Linked DNA regions of Mus musculus: all the other regions are linked to region 1. The links are chromatin contacts, called in public promoter capture Hi-C maps. All regions are on one chromosome and are shown on one strand. The core of a region is the stretch at or near the end of the contact, and the rest is flanking DNA. Distances in the headings are between cores, read along the strand shown.

Region 1 (3,483 bases), core at 932-3,431:
TCCATTTAGAAGATGGAAAAAATCTCAAAGCAAACCTCTTTTGCAGGTTGACAGTGCTAAGCAAGCCCTCTACAGACCTTCCAACCGCCTGCCGTTGTCAAACTCCTCTAGCAGGCCCACTGCCAGAAGACAAGTTTCCTGCTAAAATCCTGATACACAATGATGTTGCTGATCTACTGACCCAACAGGAGGAAATAGTTCACTCTGACAAGGACCAAGCCTTATTGGGCAATTGCCCTCCACACAGTCATCTCTGATCCTAATTTTAAAAAACGTGCACACAATCATAGAATTCTGGATTTCTGTAGAAAACTGCTGTGAAGCTCACCACTGTCTGATTTAAAATTCTTGAAGGGAGCTGGGCGTGGTGGCGCACGCCTTTAGTCCCAGCACTTGGGAGGTAGAGGCAGGTGGATTTCTGAGTTCGAGGCCGGCCTGGTCTACAAAGTGAGTTCCAGGGCTACACAGAGAAATCCTGTCTCGAAAAACCAAAAAAAAAAAAAATTCTTGAAGGGAATTAAAAAGCTATAGACTCACTCACTTGAACATAGTTGATAAAGTCTTCCTTGAGAAGGGTTCTCCGATGTATTTTGTATTCTAGGTCGGAAGCCTTCTTGATGATAGCCCTGCAGAGAGAGCAAATTACACTGTGACATTTGAGAGGTTAAATGTGATTTTTATTTGGGATATACCGAAAACGGACATTTAACAGGAACATCTAGTTCCTGAACACAGTTATCTTCCACAGGCAAAGCACGCATTCTCTTACACACTTACTCTATGCTGTTACACACTTACTCTATGCTGTTAAGAACATCCACATACAGTTTTAAACTTTCAGGAAAATCACCTCAGTTGCCAAGATCATTACTGTTCCCACCAGCAAAGTAAATAATGCCTAATGCTTTTTATTATTTATACATACTAACAAAGATTTCTCCTCCAAATTTAGGCTACTTAGGGGCTTGTCTTGGGGTGTGTGTGTGTGTGTGTGTGTGTGTATGTATACATTCTCTAGAATCAAACTCAAGGCGTTGGCATGCTAAGCAAGCACTCTGCAATGCTCTTAGCTTCAATGCTTAGGTTTTTGTTAACCAAATCTCTATCCTAAAATCTTGGGTCTATTTTCAGCATGTAAATTCTTAAAACCTAAATTGTCTCTAACTAAATATTACGACAAAGGAGTGAGCATACATGTGTTCTAAGAAAAACAGAATACTCAAGACAATATTTAAGAATGGTAACACATTTAGCACCGCGCCCCCCTTGTTTTTCCAGACAGGTAGCACTCACAGGGATCCGCCCACCTCTGCCTCCCAAGTCCTGGGATTGAAGGCCGGTGCCCTGACTCCGGGCAACATTTAGCACTTTCTAAGCGTCCTCGCGGTGTTTCCTAACGTTTTTCTTTGCGGATCCTACACTCACACTACTACTGCACTTTTATCTAGAGTCATAGAAAAGTAAACTGTTACAGAAAATCACTAAAAGTAACTGATTTTACCAAATTACCAAATGCCAACTATATTCCGTGCCCTGTGGCAGAGCGCTAAAGAAGCATAGGAAATGAATTGAATGGTCTTCAGTCTATAAGTTTAGTTAGGGAGACCTACCCACTCCCCCTGGGCTTCCGTGGCGCTGTACTCGACTATCTAAAGCTGTATACCCCAAACTTTTAAACTATAACCATTTTCTAATCGGAATTCTCCCGCCATTCACACTGCCCAGTATCCTTGACGGGCTAGGATCCTGGCTGGATCACCTTTACGGCCGCAAGACCCTGACCATTGGATGACGGTCAGTAGGAAGGGTAAACGGACTGATTATGGATCGCATTGCAATACGTTAAAGTTGAATTCTGACCGTGGTCAAATTCCAGCCACGGACTTTTCCCTCTGCTAGCATGGTAGCTACAAACAAACTCAGAAAAGTCAGCACGCCGGTCCCCGCCACACACTGGCCTCAAGCTCCCCTCCGGCCTCCCCGCTCCTTCCTCTTCCCTGATCCTCTCTCACTTAATCTCCGCGTGACTGAAGAGTCCGATGCGCTCCAGCTGTTCCAACTCCGGGATTCGATCTTCTATACGTTCCTGAATTATCTCCGCCATGAGGCTGGAACTTCACAAGCAGCCGGGCGGCCGATAAGCGTAGAGAACAGCCACCTTTCAGCCTCACTCTTAGTGATTGACTGAACGTGCTTCGTAAGTCCCGCCTTTTCCGCTTCCGCCATTGGGGAGCCCCTCTTTTCTAGCGAAGCCGCTGTCGCCTCCCTGTGGTTGACTATAGGATTGCAGCAAGAACCTTTTCCGGTCTGGGAATGCATCTTTTGCGGGGGCGGGGCTGGGGGCGGGGCTAAATCCTCGCGCCTCGGAGACCGGAAAAAGCTCCTCCCGGAATACCTGATAGGAGCTTTAAGTACGCTACCTGGAAGTCATTTGTTTTTATCATGCTCCTGTCGCAGGTTCTCGCTTCTCGTCACCGAGAACACTGAAAACTAAAAAATGTAACTGAAGACGATATTGTTAATTATGCAAATTCGATGAGGCTCTAAGGCTGCGGACCAGCTGCCCTGGTCTTAGTCGGCTGGCTTCACGAAACCAGTATGGTAACCGTGCATTTTCACGTCCCAATGAAAGCCTCTGAATGGTTGGTTCTTTTTAAAATGGTGAGAAAAAATGTATTATTTAAATAATTAGGGCCATCGTGCTACCTAGCCTGGCAACCTAAATTCGGTAGAAGGAGAGCACTGACTCCTGCAAATTATCCTCTGATCTCAACACGCGTTCTATGGCGCGTGTGCCCGCCCACGTGAATACACACACGGTTTTTAAATTAAAAATAAATATCTTGACCTATGTAGACAAAATACTTCAAAATTTTAGGCACTGGATAAATAGCAGAAACTGTCATTTGTTTTAGAAAACAATGAAAAGTTTGAAAGTTGGTGAAATAGATCAATATTTACACAGATCTTCCTTACAACATTGTCCAAGCAAATTAGTGTTTCTAAGAGATCCACCTTGGAAGCAACATTGCTGTATAATTACTACCACCTTAAAAAAAAAATCTGTGGTTCCCTTCTCTGTTAAGTTCTGGAAGATGATAAAAAGCCAAAGCAGGGCTTCTTGCTAGACCTGTTATTAGAACACTCACGTCGTTACCCCGGTCTTCTACGTGATTTATGAGAGGGAACTAGACTTCATAGTCACCCAGAGCCACCCAGCTCCTTGCTTTCCTTCCCTTTCTGTTTCACATCTTGTCCCACTGGCCTCAGAACTGACACAAAGGTCAATGTGAGCTTCATCACTTCCCAGCCCTTTCAGATCTAAGATCTGAGACATGGAAGGAAATCATGTATGTAAATTAAAGATGCAGTTTCCTTGTAATAGTAACGCAGGACTTGTTGTTATTAGTCAGAATGGGGATGACTGTGAACAGCAAGTCCAGTGTGGGCAGGAAGCTTGTAATAATAAAAAAAAAAATCAAC
Region 2 (3,802 bases), core at 338-2,837, 1.7 Mb before region 1:
AGCTCTTTTCCCTCTTTCTCTTCCTGTTGCAGGGTGAGAAGAACAGTGTGGACTGGGGCGACCTTAACTTGGTGCTACCCTGTCTGGAGTACCACAACAACACGTGGACATGGCTGGACTTTGCCATGGCTGTCAAAAGGGACAGCCGAAAAGCTCTGGTTGCCCAGGTATCTCGCCAGGGCTCATGGCTGTTTCGTTAGCAGGGACTGGCAAGCACATTGCCTTTTTAAGAGCCTTCTCTTCTGTGCTGTATTAAGAGATGGCCAGGAAAGGGGCAGATAATGACTGATCTGTCCTTGTTTGTCCATGCCTTTGCCCTGGTATGCTAGTGACTCATTAATTTTGAGGGAATTAAGGGCTTCTACAACATCAGCTTTATGATGGTTCTGATTAGATTGTAAGCTTCTTACAAGCAGACTATTATCTATATACTTTGAAGTGCCCTTTTGTGTTTACATATAAGCTTAATAAATCTTTGAATTGGTTCACTTTAAATTGTACACCCCGTTTCACTAATTTTTCCTTTCCTTTTATTCCTTTCCACTGCCAGGTAATCAAAGAAAAACTAAGGCTGAAACCTGCAACGGGGTCTGAGGTCCGGGGAAAGCTAGAAACAAAGTGTGACCTGAACATGCAACAGCAGGAAGAAGAGAAAGCTCGGCTCCTCATTGGTTTAAGTGTGGGCGACAAGAACCCTGGCAAGAAGTCCATCTTCGGCAGGCGCAAGTGATGTGGAGACCCAAGTGACTACAGTATAGAATTGACTCTGGCTCAGGATCCAGGGACTTGAGGGTGGGCAGAGCTTCCCTTCATCCTGCAGGATTTGTGGGGCATATGGGAACTGAGAGACATTGTTCAACAGCTGGCCTGTCCCTGCAGGGCATGGTGGACAAAGCGCTGGGTTCCCTCTCATGGGATTAGACCCAGGGCCACAGGGGCAAGAAAACCAGAAGACCCAGGGATTGTGTCCAAGCCTAGTATCCTGCTCTTTCGGGGCAACAGAAAGGGTTGGGGGATAGTTTTGATCAAGTATGATAAATTTTTATAAAGATATATATATATAAAACATATATATATATTTCTAAATGTAATTGCTCTCCCTTTGTGCCAATAAGCTAAGGGAAGGAGTCTGATCCTCTGTGCCTCACTCCACTGCCTTGTTGTCTAAGAGGTGTTGGGTTTGGGGGATAAACTTCCCAGTCTGTGCTCACTTGGGAGGATGGCATTAGGAGCCAGGGCTGGCCATGGGTACCTTACTTTCCTCCCTGGGGTATGCCCAGGAGAATGGAGAAAAAAGAGATTTAAAGAAAAAATATTTTAAATTTGATGTTGGCCTTTTTTAATTGTATTGAGTAAAAGCGTTCAAGTTGTCTGTGTCCTTCCCTCCTCACTAACCCAACACATTTTTTAACTGCCCCAGTAATGACTGGTCTTGTCTTTCTCCTCTGCCTTGAAGTCTTACCACAATCACATATACTTCCCAGTTTGGGTATGATGCTGACCTAAAGCTGATGGGTCTGTGTACACTGGAAGAGGTGGGGCTCATGGGTAATGCAGCATCAGAGGGAGGAATTGCTTATGTAACTTGGACAACAGATTTAGCAGCGCGAAAAGAGGCAGAGGCTGGAAATGGGAGCAGTAAGCTGTCGGCAGGGACAACACACCCGGGTGTCTGCTCCTCAGAAGGTAGGGTATGGGGCTCTGGTATAGGCTCTGGCTGCCTATGGGAGGGAAATGAAAGATGTAGGGGCCTGAGGCTAGAAAGTGCCCAGTTAGGAGACTGTCACTGATATCCATTGTTGGGGTGGGCATAAAGGCTATAGAACTCACTTATGCACAGGTTGTATTCCTGTTTTGTTGTGAAAACATAAACCTGTTATTGTCATGGAGATTTTGAATTAAGTCAAGGAAATTTAGGTCACATCACAAAGCCTGGGAATTTTCCTTCCCTCTAGATAAGTGGTTGTCAGCATGTGTGTTGTGACTCCTTTCACACGGGTTACATTAGATATCCTGCATATCAGGTACTTATACTGCAGTTATGAAGTAACAGTTTTATGGTTGGGGGTCACCACAGCATTGGTTAAGACTAGAGGAAGGGGTGCCTGTTAAGATGGGCAGAACCTGCAGTGCTTCATGAGCAGGCTTAGAATGGCTCCCTTCTCAGCAGGGTGACAACATCCAGGGTCACTGGGTCCAAGGCTGGAAGAGCCTCTGGTGTGGTATGGGGACCATCAGGTCAGGTCTGGAAGAACTATGGGGACTACAGAGGCATCAGTGCCTACATCAGGAGCTGCTCCAGCCAGCCCCACTGCTACTAGAGAAGCCTCAGTCTGAGTGGCCAGTGCCTCAGTTCATCAGCCTCTTTCTACCAGAGTTTCCCGTGAGGCCTGTTAGGGAGCAGCAGGAGCTGAAGGTAGGTCACCATAGCCCCTGGGAAGTGTCTGTTTTAGGGAGGAATCTACAAACAACCAGTCTCAGTTTCCCTCTTCTTTGTTCAGATTTTAGGCCTTGTGGCTAAAGGTTCGTTTGGAACTGTCCTGAAAGTGCTAGATTGTGCCCAGAAAGCTGTATTTGCAGTGAAGGTAGGAAGTCAAGCGATGTAGCTTACTCAGTAGATCCTGTTTACAATCTTTAGTTCCAGAGATTAGGGGGAACAAGTTAAAATAGCATGATTTTCATGAGTTACCATGCCTCTACACTTATAGGTGGTGCCCAAAGTAAAAGTTCTACAGCGGGATACGCTGAGGCAGTGCAAAGAAGAGGTTAGCATCCAGGTATGCAGAGTTCTGAAAGCATGGCTGGAGACCTGAATTTGTTGGAGAAAGTACCTTTTTCCAACTTACCTGGTTTTCTTGGGTCTACCTTCCCTGTATGTGTCCGTCCTGGAGTAGATAGCACCAAAGTAAATCCTGAGAAAAGTAGTTATTAGCTGAGGACAAGCTCCAAGTTCTGCCAGGGGACTCTACAGTGTATCGTGGTGTGCTCCTAAGCAGTGTGCTGGCTCCAAGGTTTTCCAAGAGTCCTAAATGAGTTCTGAATCAGAAGGTGAAGCAGCAGTTCACTTCTACACAAGGCAACATGTGATTTCTTAGCTGCCTTTATCATCAAGAAGCTTGTTTTCCTAACTTGCTGTTTTCTTTGTCCATAGCGACAGATCAACCATCCTTTTGTACACAGTTTGGGGGACAGCTGGCAGGGGAAACAACACCTCTTTATTAGTGAGTGACTGAGCTTTGTCTTCACCCCCAAAGATCCATATACTGCCCTCCCCACCTGACATTATTCTGCCTTTGTTTGGCTCCACTCCTCATAACATTTCTATATTCCAAAAGAGGGAAACAGATGGTGGCATTAGTTTGGGCAGGAGGTCCATAATGCCTTGAGCCTAGGCATTATGTATAGACCTCAGTATTGCCTAGACTTGTGTTACTTTGCAGTGTGTAGCTACTGCAGCATGGATCTCTACTCCCTGTGGTCTACTGTTGGTTGGTTTCCAGAGGATTCTATCCGTCTCTTTGCAGCTGAACTGGTCCTTGTACTGTGTAAGTGCAAATGTGGTAAAGGAAATAAAAAGGGGGAAATTAAGTTAGTGGGGAGGAGAAACAGAATTAATATTTAATTTTGGAAGTCAGGATAGAGGAGAGATAGGGGCTACAAAGAAACTGGCAGACACACCCATGCCCACTGTTCTCCACAGGCTATCTCCACGACTTGGGTATCATCCACCGTGATGTAAAGGTAGAGTTAAGTCTTTTCTCTTAAGTTGAGCAAGGATCTCAAGAAGTTTCCACAGATCTGA
Region 3 (3,503 bases), core at 119-2,618, 1.8 Mb before region 1:
CAAAAATTCTAGGTACAAATAGGCAATGAATTGTGTCTGGTGAGTACTTCCCCCATAGACAAAACACTTTTCAGTAAGCATTCTCTCAAACTTCCTTTGAGTAGCGTCAGAATTTGATCAATTAAGTGTCTTTCAGGCTGGAGAGATGGCTCATCTGTTGAGAACACTGACTGTTCTTCCAGAGGTCCTGAGTTCAATTCCCAGCAACCACACGGTGGCTCACAAATGTCTGTAGTGGGATCCGATGCCCCCTTCTAGTGAGTGTATCTGAAGACTGCTGCAGTGTACTCATGTAAATAAAAAAACAAATAAATCTTAAAAAAAAAAGTGTGTTTCATAACACTATTCGAAGGCCATCACTCCCCAATTGGACATCTTAATCAACACTCTCCTGTGTTCCAACAAGTCCCCTATCACTTGGAACCAAGATAAGCAACATCTCTTTGAAGTCAACTTTCAAACACTGACTAAATAACCTCACACTTCCACCGCACCAGCTCCTTCAACAATTGTGTTTTATAAGGGAAGCTACGTTAAGAACTCCTAATGCCCTACTACATGCTACTGGGTCCAGGGTCCCTACTGACTTGTTTCTCCTGGGCGCACTCTTCCGAGGATATTTTGGCTGCCTCCGGAGCCGCAGGGTCTTGGGCCGCCGGAAGGTGGGTGACGTTCGGATCTTCTTCTTTTTGTGGCTGTGGACGCCTTTCAGCACCGCCTTCTTAGCTTTCAAGGCCTTCGCTTTGGCTTCGGCTTTGGGAGGGGCAGGAGCTGGGAGAGGACAATTAAAATTAAGTGTGGCATTCGTAAAGTGACCCCTTCCGGCCGTCCTGCCAGCATGTGCATCAGTGGTTCCTTTGAAGACATCACAGGTCTCAGGAGACTTCAGATTTTTTCCATCATATGCACGATACCACAGGCAAAGATAATTAACCCGTTGTACCATCACGTGGGTGCGTATAACCCCATTTAACGTGGGGAAAGGGCGAATAAGGACTACTTTTAATCCCTTATAGGTCTGGAGACCCGGAGCGCCACCCTGTGGATGTTAAGGAGCTTCCCAAAGTCAAATGCTTGGCCATCAGTGGCGGCCGCTGCCGGCCCGGTGGCTTTGCCAATCCCCTGCACTGGAACCAGCCCATGCGGCTTGGCCCACGCGGTCCTCATACCCCGCAGCGGGGCCTAGTCGCGACAGTAGCCACAGAACAAGCCCCCCATGGCTTAGCCGGGCATTCTTCTTCCCCGCGAGTTCGCTCTGCGGGTATCCAAGACCGACCTGACAGATTCCCATACCGCAACATACCTTCCTTCTTCGCTTTCGGCGCCATCTTGGCTGAAAAGGATGGCCCAGCCCAATTCCCATGAGCTTATAGAATGGAGGCTCATAAAAGTCTCGCGATAGCTTATATATAGCACTGATTGGATGAACTGTAATATGAGGCTTCTTGGGAATTGTAGTTCCATTTAATTCCCTAGAGTGGGAGACCAAGCATGCGCCACCTTTCCCTTTGAAAGGGCTTCTTGGGAAATGTGGCGTTTTTTGGTTTGGTTTAGTTTGGTTTTCCGACACAGGGTTTCTCTGGGGGAATTGTAGGTTTTGGCTTTTTGTTTTTGTTTTTTTCTAAAGATTTATTTACTTTATGTATATGAGTACACTGTAGCTGTACAGATGGTTGAGTCTTCATGTGATTGTCAGGAATTAATTTTTTTGTTGTTTGTTTTCTTGTTTTTCGAGACAAGGTTTTTCTGTGTAGATTGGCTGTCTTGGAACTCACTCTGTAAACCAGGCTGACCTCAAACTCAAATCTGCCTGCCTCTGCCTCTGCCTGCGGAGTGCTGGGGTTAAAGGCGTGCGCCACCACTGCCCAGCATGAATTGAATTTTTGGGAACTCTGCTCACTCCAGTCGGCCCCGTTTGCTCTCTGGTCCAAAGATTTATTTTATTTATTATTATACTTAAGTACACTGTAGCTGTCTTCATTTGTTCCAGAAGAAGGTGCCAGGTCTCATTACCGGTGAGCTATCATGTGATTGCTGGGATTTAAACTAATGACCTTCAGAAGATCAGCCAGTGTTCTTACCCTAGGGTCCCTAGGTTTTGGTTTGGTTTTGTTCTGTTCTGTTTTGTTTCGTTTTGAGTTGTTCTTTTCGAGAGAGGGTTTCTCTTTCTCTAGTTCTGGCTGTCCTGGAACTCACTCTGTAGAGGAGGCTGGCTTTGAACTCACCAAGATCTACATACTTCTGACTGCTGAGTGCTTGGATTAAAAGGCCTGTGCCAACACTACGTGGCCTGAGTTGTAGGTTTTTTTTGTTGGTTTGTTTGTTTGTTTTTTGTTTGTTTTTTGAGACAGGGTTTCCCTTTATAGCTCTGACTGTCCTGGAGCTCATTTTGTAGACCAGGCTGGCCTCGAACTCAGAAATCCGCCTGCCTCTGCCTCCCGAGTGCTGGGATTAAAGGCGTGCGCCACCACGTCCGGCTTGAGTTGTAGTTTTTAAAAGAAAAATGTTTATTCCCCTAGGTCTAAAACAGTGGGTGGTTATAGCATCTGGTAGCTGTGTTAAGGTCCTTAAAATTTCAGTTCGTGAGCAATTTCTAGTCTTAGGGAAGAAGTTTGCAGTGTCAGAAGCCTATAACAGTACCAACTGGGAAGAATACAGTTTAAGGGATTAGAAGGACTAGAAGGACGGTCAACACTTAAGATCATGTAGTTCGGGCTGGTGAGATGGCTCAGTGGGTAAGAGCACCCGACTGCTCTTCGGAAGGTCCAGAGTTCAAATCTCAGCAACCACATGGTGGCTCACAACAATCCGTAACAAGATCTGACTCCCTCTTCTGGTGTGTCTGAAGACAGCTACAGTGTACTTACATAAAATAATAAATAAATCTTTAAAAAAAAAAAAAAAGATCATGTAGTTCTCTTTCAGAGGACCTGGTTGGATTCCCAGAAGTCATATCTCTGTGGACACCTGTACTTATGTGCACATACCCGTACACAAACTTATTATAAAGGATTTTTAACAGAGGCAGGCAGATTTCTGAATTCGAGGCCAGCCTAGACTGCAGAGTGAGTTCCAGGACAGCCAGGGCTATACAGAGAAACCCTGTCTTGAAAAAAACAAAAAAAGAAAAAAAAAAAAAAAAGGATTTTTAAGCCAGATGTGGATTATACACACCTTTATTCCCAGCAGTTCAAGCCCAGGTTGGTCTACATAGCAAGTTCCAGGACAGCCAAAGCTACATAGAGAGATCCTGTTCCAAAAACAAAACAAACAAGCAAAAACAAAACCCAAGCCGGGCGTGGTAGCCCACGCCTTTAATCCCAGCACTGGAGAGGCAGAGGCAGGTGGATTTCTGAGTTTGAGGCCAGTCTGATCTACAAAGTGAGGTCCAGGACAGCCAGGGCTATACAGAGAAACCCTGTCTTGAAAAACCAAAAAAGAAAAAAAACCAGGGAAAATATTTTTTGTTTTGTTATTGTTGTTTTTGAGACAGGGTTTCTCTG

What was found. Promoter capture Hi-C pulls out the DNA fragments that hold promoters and counts their contacts.
Region 2: a promoter capture Hi-C map of embryonic stem cells shows a contact between it and region 1, with 5 times the contacts expected there. The contact joins the promoter of Rskr here to the promoter of Utp6 in region 1. A contact is called at or near these places in 5 of 39 promoter capture datasets (embryonic stem cells, hippocampal neurons, liver and 1 more), 1 of 115 datasets of contacts at active chromatin or transcription factors (embryonic stem cells) and 1 of 9 other capture datasets (liver).
Region 3: a contact with region 1 is called in a promoter capture Hi-C map of liver, with 3 times the contacts expected there. The contact joins the promoter of Rpl23a here to the promoter of Utp6 in region 1. A contact is called at or near these places in 2 of 39 promoter capture datasets (liver and pre-B cells), 1 of 115 datasets of contacts at active chromatin or transcription factors (astrocytes) and 1 of 9 other capture datasets (liver).

What each region holds. Positions count from the first base shown.
Region 1 is chr11:79,960,206-79,963,688 of GRCm38.p6, forward strand. It overlaps Utp6 (UTP6 small subunit processome component), which reads right to left and starts at 2,182. Exons shown (of 19, transcript NM_144826.3): 1 at 2,013-2,182; 2 at 542-626. The coding sequence starts at 2,104.
Region 2 is chr11:78,289,254-78,293,055 of GRCm38.p6, forward strand. It overlaps Rskr (ribosomal protein S6 kinase related), which reads left to right and starts at 1,588. Exons shown (of 12, transcript NM_001287206.1): 1 at 1,588-1,686; 2 at 2,171-2,416; 3 at 2,502-2,585; 4 at 2,709-2,777; 5 at 3,152-3,221; 6 at 3,441-3,545; 7 at 3,701-3,741. The coding sequence starts at 1,630. It overlaps 2610507B11Rik (RIKEN cDNA 2610507B11 gene), which reads left to right. Exons shown (of 39, transcript NM_001002004.2): 38 at 33-167; 39 at 551-1,372. The coding sequence ends at 730. Gm3948 (predicted gene 3948) reads right to left here. Exons shown (of 4, transcript NR_166889.1): 4 at 3,590-3,802.
Region 3 is chr11:78,182,216-78,185,718 of GRCm38.p6, forward strand. It overlaps Rpl23a (ribosomal protein L23A), which reads right to left and starts at 1,369. Exons shown (of 5, transcript NM_207523.2): 1 at 1,304-1,369; 2 at 588-771. The coding sequence starts at 1,328. Snord42b (small nucleolar RNA, C/D box 42B) reads right to left here and starts at 898; the gene lies at 844-898.